3 separate regions of the Pan troglodytes genome follow, and all the other regions are linked to region 1. The links are chromatin contacts, called in public Hi-C and HiChIP or PLAC-seq maps. All regions are on one chromosome and are shown on one strand. Each heading gives the region's core, a stretch centred on a gene start, on an enhancer-like site or on the middle of the called end of the contact. The rest is flanking DNA. Distances are from core to core; before and after follow the strand shown.

Region 1 (4,864 bases), core at 108-2,607:
CCTTCACCGCCACCCCCACCTCTACCCCTACCCCCACTCCCACCCCTACTCTGCCCTCCAGTCCTCGACGGGCTGAGCAAGACAAAAAATCAAGTCCAGCTAGGAGCTGTCCGGGCTAAGAGGAGTGGGCAGACGGGCTGCCTGGAGCTGCCTCCTGGCCGGTTGCGAGGCCCGGCACCTGTCCAGGTGTGCCAGGGGCGGGAGCGGGAATCACTAGACCTCCGCCTCGGCGCCATCTGTGCTCGGCTCTCCCTTAGCCGCCGCCCGGATCAAGGCGCGCAGGGACTGGCCCTAGGACCCTCCTCCGGCCCAGGCGTCCCCCTCCCTGCTTCTACACACACACTCCCGGGTCCACCCAGGCTGGGTCTCCACGAGCTGCCTAAAGGAAATTCCACGCCCCGCCCCTTCCTCTCCCGCAAACTCCTCAAGCGACCCCTGCCCCTCCGGGCCCGACCTCTGTCACTTTCAAATTGGAGACCCAGATGGAAGCACAGGGGAAGGAGTTGAGAAGCCTCCTGTTTTGAGGGATGGGGGACGGGAATGACAACGAGGGTCTAAATCTCCATTCCAAGATAGCCAGGCCTAGCTCCGCTAAGCCATCTCGCAGTCCACAGAAGGTGTGAGGGAAAAACAGGCACAGACCAGCAAGTCAGTGTCCTGCAGACCCCGCCCCAATTTCTATGAGTACTGACTTCAGAATCTGGGATTTTCCTGTTTTCCTCCTCTAAGTCACAAAGTCAACAGTTAATTCAAAGTCAAAGATAAATACAATCACCTACATTTTCTAATGTGGTTGAAGCCTTTCAGCCAGAGGGCGAGGGAAGCCCGGGTAGGCCCCCTTTAGGGCTTCCCTCTTGAGAACCCAGCAGGCCTGGAGAGATCTTTGGCCTAGGCCCTGAAAAAGGGGTCGCTTGTCCTCTTCCCGGAGCCCCCGTCTGTGCCCAGCTAGTGACTTGCGGGCTCGAGGGCCACGTTGAGGGTACTCATCGAGCCTCGAACTCCTCCTAAAAATGATTCCTGCCAAAAGCGCCTCTCAATTCCGGCGCGGCCTTCGGGTCTCTCCGATGAAGTGACTCCCTTGGGGATCGGAGGAGGGGACAGGGTGATTACCCAGAGAGGTAGCTGGCCAGCCTAAGGGCAGAGATCTTGGGGCCCTAGTGCCCGAAGGTGCGGAGGAGCGCACTCGGCAAGACTAGTTTCCTGAGGATCGACTCTACGCCATACAGGAGGGCGGGCCAGGCCGGACCGGGCCGGGCTAGGGCGGTCACAGGCCGGGCCAAGGAAGGCCAGAGCAGGGGTTGGAGCCGGCCGGACCCTGGGTGGGGAGAAGCAGGCTCCCGCCCGGCCGGAAAACTAGTCGGCGCAGAGCTGTGCCCAACTCTAGCCGCCATGACGTCACGCGGGCCGGGCAGCCAATGAGGACGGCGCTGGCGTGGATATTAAGGAAAGTTAGCGCCTGCCTGAGCACCCTCTTTTCTTATCATTGACATTTAAACTCTGGGGCAGGTCCTCGCGTAGAACGCGGCTGTCAGATCTGCCACTTCCCCTGCCGAGCGGCGGTGAGAAGTGTGGGAACCGGCGCTGCCAGGCTCACCTGCCTCCCCGCCCTCCGCTCCCAGGTAACCGCCCGGGCTCCGGCCCCGGCCCGGCTCGGGGCCCGCGGGGCCTCTCCGCTGCCCGCGACTGCTGTCCCCAAATCAAAGCCCGCCCCAAGTGGCCCCGGGGCTTGATTTTTGCTTTTAAAAGGAGGCATACAAAGATGGAAGCGAGTTACTGAGGGAGGGATAGGAAGGGGGGTGGAGGAGGGACTTGTCTTTGCCGAGTGTGCTCTTCTGCAAAAGTAGCAAAATGTTCCACTCCTAAGAGTGGACTTCCAGTCCGGCCCTGAGCTGGGAGTAGGGGGCGGGAGTCTGCTGCTGCTGTCTGCTAAAGCCACTCGCGACCGCGAAAAATGCAGGAGGTGGGGACGCAGTTTGCATCCAGACCTCCTCTGCGTCGCAGTTCACGACATCCACGCTTGGGAAAGTCCGTACCCGCGCCTGGAGTGCTTAAAGACACCCTGCCGCGGGTCGGGCGAGGTGCAGCAGAAGTTTCCCGCGGTTGCAAAGTGCAGATGGCTGGACCGCAGCAAAGTCTAGAGATGGGGTTCGTTTCTCAGAAAGACGCGGAGTACGAAAGAATGCGGCCCACAGAGCTGGGCAGCGCGTAAAGCCCCCAGCGTGTGATTTGAGCTTCACTTCGGAAGACCTAATAATTAGCGATTCTCACTGAGCTAGAACGCGGGCTCCGGTTACTGCGGGCGCTGCGCTGGCTGCCTCGGCGGGAAGCGCGCGGGCGCCATGGGAGCCGGGCCGCCAAGCCCGGGAAAGAGCAGCGCCCACCACCCTGCGGCCCCTGGAGGGCGGGAGCCGGGGCCCGGAAGTGTCCCCTTAGTGAGTCAGGGAAGGGACGACCCAAACTTAGACTAACTTGTGGTTCAGCCGGGCGAAAGTCCTGGGAGCCCGGCCCTAAAAGCAGCTGGAGACGCCCAGGCCGGCTTAGGCGGGGCACCCAAGAACCCCGCCCGGGAGTTTGGGGCGGCCTCTGGGCCAGGCCCCGGCTAGCCCCCAACCCCCACTCCCACTCGCGCTCCTGCGCCCCCTTTCTAGGTCTTCTGGGAGCACCATCGGAGCTCAGTCACCTGTGACAGGTGTTGGGACCTCCGCCCGACTCCGAGCGGTGGCCGCCCCCTGCTCACCTCACCTGGAAACGGGGGACGAGCGCAGTGGCAGTCCGGCCGCACGCCTTACCTGGGCCGGGATCCTCTCCTCCGCGGGTTCCTCTCCCTGGAGCTGGGCGGCGAGCAGGTTGCCTGCTTCGCAGTGGGAAGTGGACCTTCTCCTCCAGTCATAAATCAAACCCAGCCATCCTCGGGCCTCCTCCCTCATTAGAGATGTTTATTGGAGATCGTGTTTATTCGGCTGTCACGGCGAGAAAACGCGGTGACATAATTACCTCTGACCAGAGTCCTCGCTCCGCGCCCAGGGCGAGCCGAGGACCTCCTCTGTCGCCTTCTCATGCCCGTGCCCTTCGTGATCGGAGGGCGCCCGTGATAGGCTTGTCTTTTTTTCCTCAGACCCTCTCATAGAATTTGGATGACTGGAATTACTATTCAGATTTCCCCAGGGCCCGGAGTTTATTTATTTATTTTAGAATTAGAAAGGAAAACCGAAGGGAACCCAACGCCCCTCCGGGGCAGAAGGGGGCAGCGCGCGCGAGGCGGAAGGACAGTCACTCTCGCTGCACAAACTTTCCCGCGGGCCGCGCCGCGCGTGCAGGGGCTGGACGCCACCCGGCGCCAGAGCCGGGCCTGAGGAGCGGGGTCTGGCGGGGAGCGAGGGCTGCCAGCCTGGGTGGTGTCATTTGTTGCTTCATTTTTCATTCCCTTTCCTCTCGTGAGGAATCAGAGGCATCGGGCCGCGCGGGCTGAGAATTCTTAAATTCTCCCCGGCCGCATTCGGCTGAGCCAACCCGCAGTTCCTGTCAGCCCCTCTGTCCCCCGGGCAGCGGTTTTCCCCGCTAGCCAGGTTTGGAAGTCACCGTCTGTGAGACTGGGTTAGGAAGTGACGAAAAGCGCCGAATTGTTTTCAAATTGAAATTTTTTTTTTTTTTTTTTTTTTTGGAGATAGCGCTGACAAATATATGGGATCCCGGCTTTTGATCCCTGGCTGCCGCCTCTGTTCTCCTGTCGCTAATAAAACTCGCATTGAGCCCCTTAGTGCCTTGATTAACAGGCAGATTAACTCTTACTGGGGTTGGGAACAGCTTGTCCTAATCAATGTCATTTTAAAAGCCCGTCAGGATGCGCTTAGCTCCGGTTCCCTGGATGCTTGAGCGAGCCAGCCATGACATTTGCTCCCTCCCCCTCCCCAGCCTCAAATCCCCCAGTAAAGCCCCCAGTTCCCGCCTGCCTGTTCCCAGGTCTACAACGGGACAAATCGCAGGACCGGGTCGTTGGCCTTTAGAATAGGCAGCGGTTTAGAGAGGGGATATCCAGGGAGAAGGGACTGAGGTGGCCTTGACTTGCTTGCTTTTCCTCTGAAGCTGAACTCTTGCCTCTTGGGGGCAGAGGTTACAGGGAAAAGAGAGATGGGGGGATCGTCACAGGGTGATGAAATGGAAAGCAAACTTTTCTAGGAACCCTATTTGCAAAAATCGGAGAGTGCCGCTGATTTCAGTTGTCCTACATGTCAGGAGTTTTAAACCTAACTCCTATCTGGACAACAGCATGGAGGGACTGGGAGGCAAAGCCTTGGGAGTCTGACTCGCTGGGCTGCTAGGAATCCCTTTGCTGGGAGACTCCACTGGACAATGTTATTTTAAAAGTATTTTGGGGGTGGGCAGGGAGAAGACAGAGAGAGAGAGAGAGAGAGAGAGAGAGAGAGAGAGAGAGACAGGCTGGCCTCCCAGAGCGAATGGAAGAGGACTGAGGACTGAACCCAGGGAGCCCCTAGCACTGGCCATTTGGCAGGAGGCGAGGAAGGGCGAGGGCACCGCGGCTTCCCCCCAAGCCGAGCAGTGGCCCAGCCTGAAGGTGCAACGGGGCGGCTTTGGGATCTTCTTGGCTTTTCTAGGCTCTGGGCTCGGCGAGGCTGCCGGGTTAGCGGGAACCGGCAGGTTGCTGGAGAAAGGAGAGGGACAAAGGCCTGGAAGGAGGGGAGGCACCAGGGACTGGGCGGCCGGGATGGGAGCCTTTGCCTTTAGGGCTCACTGGACCCGTTTGCCAGCTCCGCGGACAAGGGATCCCACCTTCCCAGGGTCTGCAAAAAGAGAGACGTTTGGGGCACTACAAAGTGACGCAGGTGTCTGCCAAGACTTTCCTTCT
Region 2 (4,855 bases), core at 213-2,712, 270 kb before region 1:
AGCCTCCCAAGTAGCTGGGATTACAGGCGTGTGCCACGACGCCCGGCTAATTTTTGTATTTTTAGTAGAGACGGGATTTCGCCGTTTGGTCAGGCTGGTCTCGAACTCCTGACCTCAGGTGATCTCCCCACCCGCCCCCCGCCTCGGCCTCCCAAAGTGCTGGGATTACAGGCGTGAGTCACCGCGCCCAGTCTCCTTACGATAGATTTACAGGGCGATTAGGCAAAAGGCAAGACCACTGCGGCCGAGACCAGGAAGCAAGCCTGTCGCTCGCCTGCCCCTTCATCTTTTATCCATTTATGTTCATCCCTGAGATTTTCTTAGCGAGTGTCTCAAGCCCTTCTCCCCAGGAGTGGGGGATCAGAGAGAAACTGCGAGAGAGTGGGGAGGAACTCATGTCACTAACAGGCCACTGTGGACAAACTCTTCTTTTGTGCACTCTCCCCTCCCTTCTGATGCAACCTGGGGGAGGGGGCGGGCCCTCGCCGTCCTGGCTCCCGCGGCCGCTGCCACGTTCTCGCCTCCCCGCGAGAAACCACCCCGGCCGGGGCGCGGCGGCGGCGATCTCCAAGCTGGGGTCCCGGGGCCCTCCAGCAAGTTAGCCTGAGCCCCAGCGCCGAGTTGGGCAGGCCCCCATCCTCGAGGCCGCGCGCGCGATTTCGCTTTCGCTTTGGCGGTGGTATCCCGCGTGGCTCCCGCCCAGGCGGCCCTCGGACACCTGCGCCGCCCCCCACGGGGCCCTGGCCGCGGCCTCACCCTAGCCTCTCCTTGCTCTCGTCCGGGGTGAGCTGGTCGAAGGTCTTGGAGTCCTCCTTGCCCAGGAAGGCCTCGTGGTCGTACTGGAAGCTCTGGTTGTCCTCAGGGGGCCGCTCGCCCAGCTCCGAGTCGGGCCGCACCACGCGCTCTTTGCGCACCGTGGGCTTGGCCCGCAGAACCCGCGGCGCCAGCACCAGCGCCAGCAGCAGCCCCAGGGCTAACCCCAGGCGGCGGCCGCGGCCACCGCGCGCCATCGTCCCGAGGAGAGGGCGGCCGGGAGGGAGACGCTGAGCGAGCGACAACAGCGGCAGCTCGGGAATGGGGGCTTGGAGCGCGGCGGCAGCGACAGGGTTGGGGCCGGCGCGGAGGAGGGGACTGGCCAGTCCCTCCGCCAGTGCCCGCCCCGAGCCGGAGCAGAGGGGCGCGCCGGGGCCTCGGGCTGGGAAGCTGCGGGCGGCCCCGCTCGCGCGCCCATTGGTCGCTGAGCTGCCGGGGGAAGCCGGGGCCGCGGAGCCACGTCGCCAGCTGGGGTGGTGGGCGCGGGGCTCGTGTTTCGCCTCGGCCCCTCCCCGCGATCTTGTTGCTAGGGGCGGGCCCGGGCGAACTGGGCTAGGGACTGGAGGGCTCGGAGGAGGATTGGGAAGTTCTTTGTCAAGCAACAGATGTGCAGGATAAAATTCCCTCTGACTTCCTACAGTTCCGGGAAAACTGTAAGGAAGGAGACGTTGCCCCTCCTCAACTTCCAACTGAGACCCCGAATCTCAGCCCTAGACCCTGCTCTAAGATGTGCTCTCAAACCCAATTCAACCCCATTTAGTAAAATTTGGAGTCTGGTTACAAACGCGAGCCTGGAAGGAGACCAAGACGGGCGAAGTCCCCTAGAAACGAGGGTCGTACTGTCAGTCGTCAAGGAGGGTCAAGCGGGGAACTTCTATATGACCAAGAGTCCCTCTAAAGGGAGCGGTACTGTGCGTTCCAGCTGCCAGCGGAACGCAGGCCCCACGCTGATAGATAGTCCTGTTTCCCAAATGAAATCAATCAGGATTTTAGATTTTTATGTTTTATTTCTAAATGTTGGTAACTCATTTTACAAAAGCACTAGTTGGATCCAATCTTACCTGTATTCAGTTGGTAATGCTACCAATACAGATATCTGTCCCATCAAACTTTCTGCAATGATGGAAATGCCCTCTATCTGGTCTGGCCTGTAGGTAGTGGCTGTTGAGCACTTGATGTGTAGCTTAGTGTAAGTGAGGCACTGAAATTTTAATTTAAATCTAAACTTAAAGAGCCACACGAGACTAATGGCTACCGTATTGGACGGTGAGGTCTCGAGCAGTCTCAGCCTTTTGACACTCATTGAAAGCCATGATCCTCTTCCAGAAAAATGCACATACAGCTACTGACACGGGTGCTTGATTAAAGAGTCGGAGGATTCATGGATCTTTTGAAGTCCCACCTATGAGCCCCAGGTTAAGAATCCCTAGAAGGCCGGGCACGGTGGCTCATGCCTGTAATCCCAGCACTTTGGGAGGCGGAGCCAGGTAGATCACTTGAGGTCAGGAGTTCGAGACCAGCCTGGCCAACATGGTGAAACACCGTCTCTACTAAAAATACAAAAATTAGCTGGGCGAGGTGGCGGGCGCCTGTAATCTCAGCTAGTCGGAGGCTGGGGTAGGAGAATCGCTTGAACCTGGGAGGCGAAGGTTGCAGTGAGCCGAGATCATGCCATTGCACTTCAACCTGGGAAACAAGAGAGAAACTCCATTAAAAAAAAAAAAAAAAAAAAAAAATCCCTAGAAAACTGAAACGATAGTTGAAGAGGGAAACCCACCATGACAGCTAAATATCTGTACTCCTAGAAATTTCCTCCATCTTGCCTTGCCTCCCACCTCCATCCCTGATGTTTTCAAAAAGGTCTGGGATGTGCTTCTTGCCCTTGCAATAAAGATGTCGTCGCAACATAGACGCAAGTCCCTTTTTCGGGACGCCCTCTTTCAATCAATTAATAAATCATTACTGTCGTACTACTACAGCCTAAGCACTGGACTGGGTGCTGAGGGTACAATGGAGAACAAGATAATCATGGTGTCTGCAGAGCTATAGTGTATATGAACAGATGTTCATTCGTTCGTTCGTTCCATAAACTGAGCACCTGCTAAATGTCAGGCTGTGCTGGATTCTGGCTAACTGAGATCCATGGATCACAAGTCAGCATGACAAGTGCTCACAGAGAAAGGCATTTAGTGGTCTGGGGGTACTGAATCGATCCAGACATGGGAATCAATCAGGGAAGGCCTCCCGGAGGAAGACACATTTAAATTGAGACTGAAGGTGAGTAAGATAAGCTAGATGGAAGGATGTAGTTATGTGAGAGAAGGGTAAGATCCTGTACGAGCTAGCAGAGGACAGCTCCACATTTGAGGCAATGCCTTTGTGACCCCACTGGCTGGCAGTGAGAGCTGGGAAGCCAGTCCTTGGATCCCCGCTTCCCTTCCTAGTCCCCTTCCTTTCCTTGGATCCCCCCCCTTCCCACCAGCTGACTTTGCATGGGACAAGAAGTACTGTGCCTGAGACCAGACATGCTTCCCACAGGCAGCCTAGAGATCTGAATTTCTAGCAATAGAGGAGCATTACCTTGGGGGTGTAAGAGCTCCCTGCTGAAATGCAAGTGTCCTAAGGTAGGCGGTTTAGTACCTTCTGTGCTCATCAGGCAAGCAGGATATGAATTGTTGAGTGAGTGAGGGAGGAGAAGGAGGAGTGGGAGGAGGAACAGGGAGAAAAAGATTGGGGCTAGAAAAAGAAGGGGACTAGGATGGGAACGGGAAAGCGAGTGGAGACTGGTGACAGTTTTTCCATATTCACAACTTTGGCCACAGGCTGGCCTGGGTCCCTGGGATTGGTCCAGACTCTCCAAAAAGGCATATCTTTTGCCCTTGTTATAGTTGGCTTCCTGCCAGACACTGGTGGTTTCCAACAGTTAGATTGTTTCAGAGGTAGTCTTGGCTCCTGTGGGAATTACCAGAGAATTCTAGCACTGCTGTGAATCCGGAAGAATTTACATAATTTCCCCTGGGCTTGCCTACACTCTTTTCCTTTATATTTATTTTCATCCCTCCACCCTACCATAAGAGTTCAAGTCCTCCCAATCAAAGGTTCAGGAAGGATGATGGGACAGAATAGTCAAGGTATTGCACTGTGTAACTGCTTTCTTTCATTTTCAAAGCTGTTTTGCATCTCCCCCCATGTGCATGTTTGGGAAGAGTGACTAAGTGCATTGTCATGCCTTAGGTCTTAGGTTAACCTCCATTCTTGATGAAGCAGAGGAACAAGAACAAGATAAGTAACATTTAGCAGACGGTTGATTCAGTGAAAAGGAAAAGCGAGTTTCAAACAGGTAAACTGATCAGCTTAGGGTATGCTGGTCTCCCGCATCTGGCCAAAAGTAACACCATCAACTACAACAAAAATCCAACCAGAAGTTACTGGAACAAGAAGAAAACTTTAGCATCTCATGCAACAAGAAGTCATGAGTTATATTGGTTTGAGATTGGTTAATTTCAGTGGTTTCAGGACATCATCAAGGAATCAGGTTTTTTTGTTTTTGTTTTTGTTTCTCCCTCAGAAACAGTAAGGGAAAGGAATGTTCTCTCCCTTTCTTTGAAAAATAAACTTTCCCAGCAGACTTTCCCTCATATCTCATTGGCCAGAATTGTGTCATGTGCCTATGCTGGATCCAGTGACAGGCATGGGGAATAGAAATTCCATGATTGATTTCAACCAATCAAGACTCACTGGTAGGAGCTGGAAAGTACTGTATATAACATCCTCTGAAGCACATGATTAGGGTTCTGTGGGCGAGGAAGAACAAGCCAAACAGCTGTGTCTGCCACATGTTTAAAAGCACTTTCAGCATCTCTACCTCCCTCCTGCTTCTCCACCATTCAAAATTACATGAACTTTTCAGGTCCCAACTCAAATGTCACCTTCTCCACAAAGTTTTCCCTTATACCTTAAATCAGAATTAATTATTTCTTCATCAATATGCCCAGAGCCTTTGTATCTCACATACTTCTCACAGTCAGCTTTGTATTAATTT
Region 3 (4,956 bases), core at 710-3,209, 310 kb after region 1:
ACTGGTTTTGTGAGACTGTTCATATCACTTAATTTGTTTTTAGAGCTCAAACATGAAACTCCATTCTACATGTTTCATAATTTCTTGTCTCAGTTTTTTTCTACACATTATTTTTCTTGTATTCAACAACTTACTGAGAATCTACTAAGTGCCAGGAGGTACACTAGGAACATTTTGTTATTCTAATAAGGAACTGAAGACATTATAATAGAAACATAACCTTTTTGTTTGGAAAGTTTTAGTATCAAGTAAATGAAGTTACATATCCCATTGAATTAAAAAATATATAAGGCCTAGAAATAGCTACCAAACTTAAAGTTCAAATGTAAGAGGATATCAACTGAGGCTCACAAGGGAAAAACGGTGGACTATATATTTGCTAACTAGATATTTTGAATCACTTCTGTTTACAGTACCATGCAACTCAGGAGGAAAATATATTTGAAACAATTAAATGAAAAATACTTAAACTTATCTAGAAATAACCGGGAAATGAAATGAGAGAATCAAGAAGCCATACTCTTTCTCATAGGTTGCTTGTCTTCTTACTTTCTCTGCACTAAACCTATGAAAAGCCTACTTTGAGGGGAAAATAACCGAAAGAAATGTCAAACGAAGTACAAGAACAAGCAATGAGTTATATTTTATGAAAGTGTGCAGGATTTAACAGACACATATCACACACTATGAAAAAAGTTATGAAATGTAAACACAGACGGGGTTTTAATGAAACAGCATTCAGAAATTAATCTAGAAGCTTTATTAACACAGCAAATCTGTCCTGCCAACTTAATCTGGTCATTCCTTTCAATATAACAGTTATGAAACAAGCATATTCTTCAGCAGGCTTCTCATAAAAAATTCCAGAGATTTTAAAGGAAAGCCTAAGAACTAGACTTTTCTCGTTAAAATGTGAGTTAAATTTAAAGATGTCGTATGGAATGTAGCAGCAATCAATACTGGGAAGCAAAATGTATATAGAAAAAATAAAAAATATATACACAGATTTAACGCAGACACTATCTAAATATCAACGACAGGCTCAAAATACTTTATAAGGATTATGTGTCAACATAAGCCTTTAACATTCGCTCTCTTAAAGCCAAAATGTTTTAAGATTTAGAACCAGAGAACAGGCAGTCTGACGGTCAAAGAGGGGAAATCATTTTTTTCCAGCATCTTCTAATGAAGTCTGTCTCTCACAATTATAAAAACTTTCGCAGGCTGGTCTAAACCGTGAGGGGCCTGGAGAAAGCAGAAGGGAGGTATCCTGAATGAAAGCCCAACCACCTCCATAAATTAATGTCTTCCCTTGACTAGAAAGCATTTCAGGGTAAAAAGCATGTACGAATTCCTCCGTAATATGAAAAGGGGTTGGAGGGCAGGGAATGAAATAGAGAGCGGGGGCACTAAAGCATGTTTAGTTAACAGCGCTCAGAAGTCTCCACACAACCCGTATTCCCCTCCATCTCAATCAGACCAGGCTATTCTCTCCTCCTCCGAAGGTTTAGGGGTCAGAAAGAGATGTGGGGTCAAAGTGGCTTCCCCGACAGGTCCCCTCCCTAAGTTTCCCCTCGGCTGAGCCCAGATCTCCGCTCTGAACCGACCTAAGAGCTGGTCTAGGGCTGGGAGCCCGGTTGATACCAGCAGCTGTCCATTCCGCACCGACGGTCGCGTGCCCGTAATGGACACCAGTCGAGGGCCGCTGTCGTTGGTCCCGCTGGCTCTACGACCCCTCCTCTGGAAACTGGTGACGTTGTTCTTGCTGGCTGTCGCCACTGCAGACCCAGTACTCGCGGCAACACTACCGCAGGTTGCCGCTGCCGCCATCTTAGAGCCTCCAGTGTTAACCCAATAGGAATTCTGGGAACGCAAACACCCGTCCTATCAGAACCAGGGCCAAACTCCCGCCTCCTCGCCCCAACCGCGGCTCTCGTAACCAATAGGACTGAGACGTCAGTCCCGAGCCAACCAATCGGAAGGCGTATTGCTGAAAAGTGCGCCCTACGTAAGGACGGTCGACTTCGGCGGGGCCCAGGTGAGAAAGGCCCACCTGTGTCCTGGTTGAGGGTCTCCAGGGTTCTTTGGGGCCCGAGGTAGGTAATATCACGTAACGTTCTTCTCCTTTTGAGTGCCTTCATTCACATTGAGTTAAAGAAAAGGTTGGTGAACCGATAAACCCTTAGGGCTTATCAAGCAATTGCTAGCACCTTTCTCCGCTGTGTGTGAGGATACACTTTTTTCCTGCTCATTTATCTTCTGATTTCTGATAGAAAATTCACTCCGCCTTCCCCACGATGTCTTTTTCTTAATTTTGTGTTATATGGAAAGGATGGGATCTCTTACCTTAATGAGTTGGTTGCTGAGCGTCTGGGCTTAGTTCGTTAGTGCCTAGTGGTAGGTGGTTTGGAATTAAACCTTAGAGCGAAAACTCTTGAACTTTGAGGCTATCTGGTTTTCCTGTGTCTGACAAACTATAGCTCTCTGACAAGTTCCGATAAGAAGCTTTTGTTAATTTTAATTAGTGTTTCTGGAAGTCTTGGATGTCTTTCCTAAGCGGTATAAATGACAAGTGTTACTCTGACAACCTTGTTCACACATTTAATTGTCGTTTGCTGTTAAAGCAGCTGCAAATAACAGAAAATACTTAGGGTTTCTTTCCCCCAAAAAACTGCTAGGAAGAATTAGAAGTATACCTACTTTATTTTATGAACCCTGAATCGAGAGTTTATTACTAAAGTACGAATTTTATGTGTGGAAAAAACATGTATTTTGAGTTGTATTTTTGTATTTAATTTTTTTCTCAAAACTGAGCAGGACAGTGGGTAAGTGATGTTTAAAGGCAATCATGATTGACAAACGTCTAAATTAAAAAGGACTCCCAAATCATTACCGCACTACTGAGTTATTGACTTTGACAGTGATCTGTGATACCTTTTAATTAGAGCCAAACCTCATTGAAATTCTTGCCATCGAATTGTTTTAAATCTCACTGACCTGTTGAAATTTTTGGGCTGATTCTGTTTGATAAATTGAAATTAGTATTGCTAAATAGTGACTGGAGTTTTTCATTTGGGGAGGATTTTTGTTTGCTTGCTTGTTTTTTAGAATCATGTTTAGGAAAAAACCCTGTTTCACAATATATCAACTGGAAAGCTTTGATCAAGGTTGCTTTCATATTGAATCTTTAAGTTACTCAATAAATAGCTGTTGAGTGATTACTGTCTGTTTGGACTTAATCTTGTCATTTTAGACCTATGGTAGTAAAAATGGTCTCACCTGGAGGAGATAAAATTAACACATAGAAAACAACATAGTACTTAAAATGAACACATTAAATAGCATGTGCTAATTTTATCCTGTAGTAAATAAGCACTAGGAAGACCAAAAGAAAAAGTGACAAAGCAGTCCAATATCAGATAGAAACGTCTTGAATTTTTTTTTTCTTCAACTTTTGTTTTAGGTTCTGGGCTTCATGTGCAGGTTTGTTACATAGGTAAACGTGTGCTGTGGTGGTTTGCTGCACAGATCAACCCACCACCTAGGTATTAAGCCCAGCATCCATTAGCTATTCTTCCTGATGCTCTCTGTCCCCCCACCCCTACAAATATTTTTGATGCTGTGAACTTTTTGAAATGCTACATATAATTATTATTTTTTGACAGATGGCATTGTTTTGTGTACCTCATGATGCTATGAAGTGTATGTACATTCCGGAATCGTTAAATCTAGCTAATTAGCAATGCATTACCTCACATAGTTATCATTTTTGTGGTAAGAGTACATAACATCTACACTGTTTACATTTTTTTAAAGAATACAATATATGATCATTAACTATAGTCAGCTTGCTATAAATTCATGTTATATAATAGATTTCTTGAAATTTATTCCTCCTATCTAACTGATATTATGTATCTTTGACCAAATTCTCCCCATCCCCCCTGCCAACCATCCTGGCCTCTGGTAAACACCATTGTACTCTCTGTGCGATTAACTATTAGATTCCACCTATGAGTAAGATCATGTGATATTTGTCTTTCTGTGTCTGACTTATTTCACTTAACATAATGGTATAATTCGTTTTTATAGGCTTCTGTATTACATATTCCCTTGTTTCCTACTGTATTTACTTAACCCTTTAGTTTTCCCAAGATGATGATAGTGGTGCTTTGTTTGCCTCATTACTAGAACTGAAGAATTATTTTCCAACTTTGACTTGGACTATAATTCTGGAAAGATGATCTATATACACACCAGAGTATTCATGAAATTAGGATATATATCTGGTATAACACTATCGTAGGATAAATATATGCTTTTGTTTTTTTTTTCTGAGACGGAGTCTAGGTGTGTTGCCCGGGCTGGAGTGCAGTGGCGCGATCTCGGCTCACTGCAAGCTGTGCCTTCCTGGGTTCGCACCATTCTCCTGCCTCAGCCTCCCGAGTAGCTGGGACTACAGGCGCCCGTCACCACGCCCTGCTGATTTTTTGTATTTTCAGTAGAGATGGGGTTTCACCGTGTTAGCCAGGATGGTCTCAGTCTCCTGACCTCGTGGTCCGCCCACCTCGGCCTCCCAAAGTGCTGGAATTACAGGTGTGAGCCAGCGCGCCAGCCAAATATGGGTTTTTTGTTTGTTTGTTTTTTGTTTTCTTTTTAGACGGAGTCTCGCTCTGTTGCCAGGCTGGAGTGCAGTGGCATGATCTCGGCTTACTGCAACCTCCGCCTCCTGGGTTCAAATGATCCTCCTGCCTCAGCCTCCTGAGTAGTTGGGACTACAGGCATTCACCACCATGCCCAGCTAATTTTTGTATTTTGAGTAAGAGACAGGCTTTCACCATGTTGGCCAGGATGGTCTCAATCTCTTGACCTTGTGATCCACCGCCTCGGCTTCCCAAAGTGTTGAGATTACAGGTGTGAGCCACCGCGCCCAGCCGCCTTTTTTTTTTTTTTTTT

What was found. Hi-C and Micro-C count contacts between places; a contact is called where the count stands out from the background. HiChIP or PLAC-seq counts read pairs in DNA pulled down with a chosen protein or histone mark.
Region 2: an H3K4me3 HiChIP or PLAC-seq map of stem cell-derived excitatory neurons shows a contact between it and region 1, with 2.3 times the contacts expected there. The contact joins the promoter of RCN1 here to the promoter of PAX6 in region 1. A contact is called at or near these places in 1 of 1 datasets of contacts at active chromatin or transcription factors (stem cell-derived excitatory neurons) and 1 of 1 other capture datasets (stem cell-derived neural stem cells).
Region 3: a Hi-C map of stem cell-derived neural progenitor cells shows a contact between it and region 1, with 2.3 times the contacts expected there. The contact joins the promoter of IMMP1L here to the promoter of PAX6 in region 1. A contact is called at or near these places in 1 of 7 Hi-C or Micro-C datasets (stem cell-derived neural progenitor cells) and 1 of 1 datasets of contacts at active chromatin or transcription factors (stem cell-derived excitatory neurons).

Annotation. Positions count from the first base shown.
Region 1 is chr9:35,814,047-35,818,910 of NHGRI_mPanTro3-v2.0_pri, reverse strand. It overlaps PAX6 (paired box 6), which reads left to right and starts at 1,357. Exons shown (of 14, transcript XM_054662190.2): 1 at 1,357-1,619.
Region 2 is chr9:36,086,948-36,091,802 of NHGRI_mPanTro3-v2.0_pri, reverse strand. RCN1 (reticulocalbin 1) reads right to left here and starts at 1,462. Exons shown (of 6, transcript XM_024347019.3): 1 at 757-1,462. The coding sequence starts at 1,010.
Region 3 is chr9:35,506,091-35,511,046 of NHGRI_mPanTro3-v2.0_pri, reverse strand. It overlaps IMMP1L (inner mitochondrial membrane peptidase subunit 1), which reads left to right and starts at 1,959. Exons shown (of 8, transcript XM_063783973.1): 1 at 1,959-2,096. ELP4 (elongator acetyltransferase complex subunit 4) reads right to left here and starts at 1,944. Exons shown (of 10, transcript XM_508351.8): 1 at 1,608-1,944. The coding sequence starts at 1,830.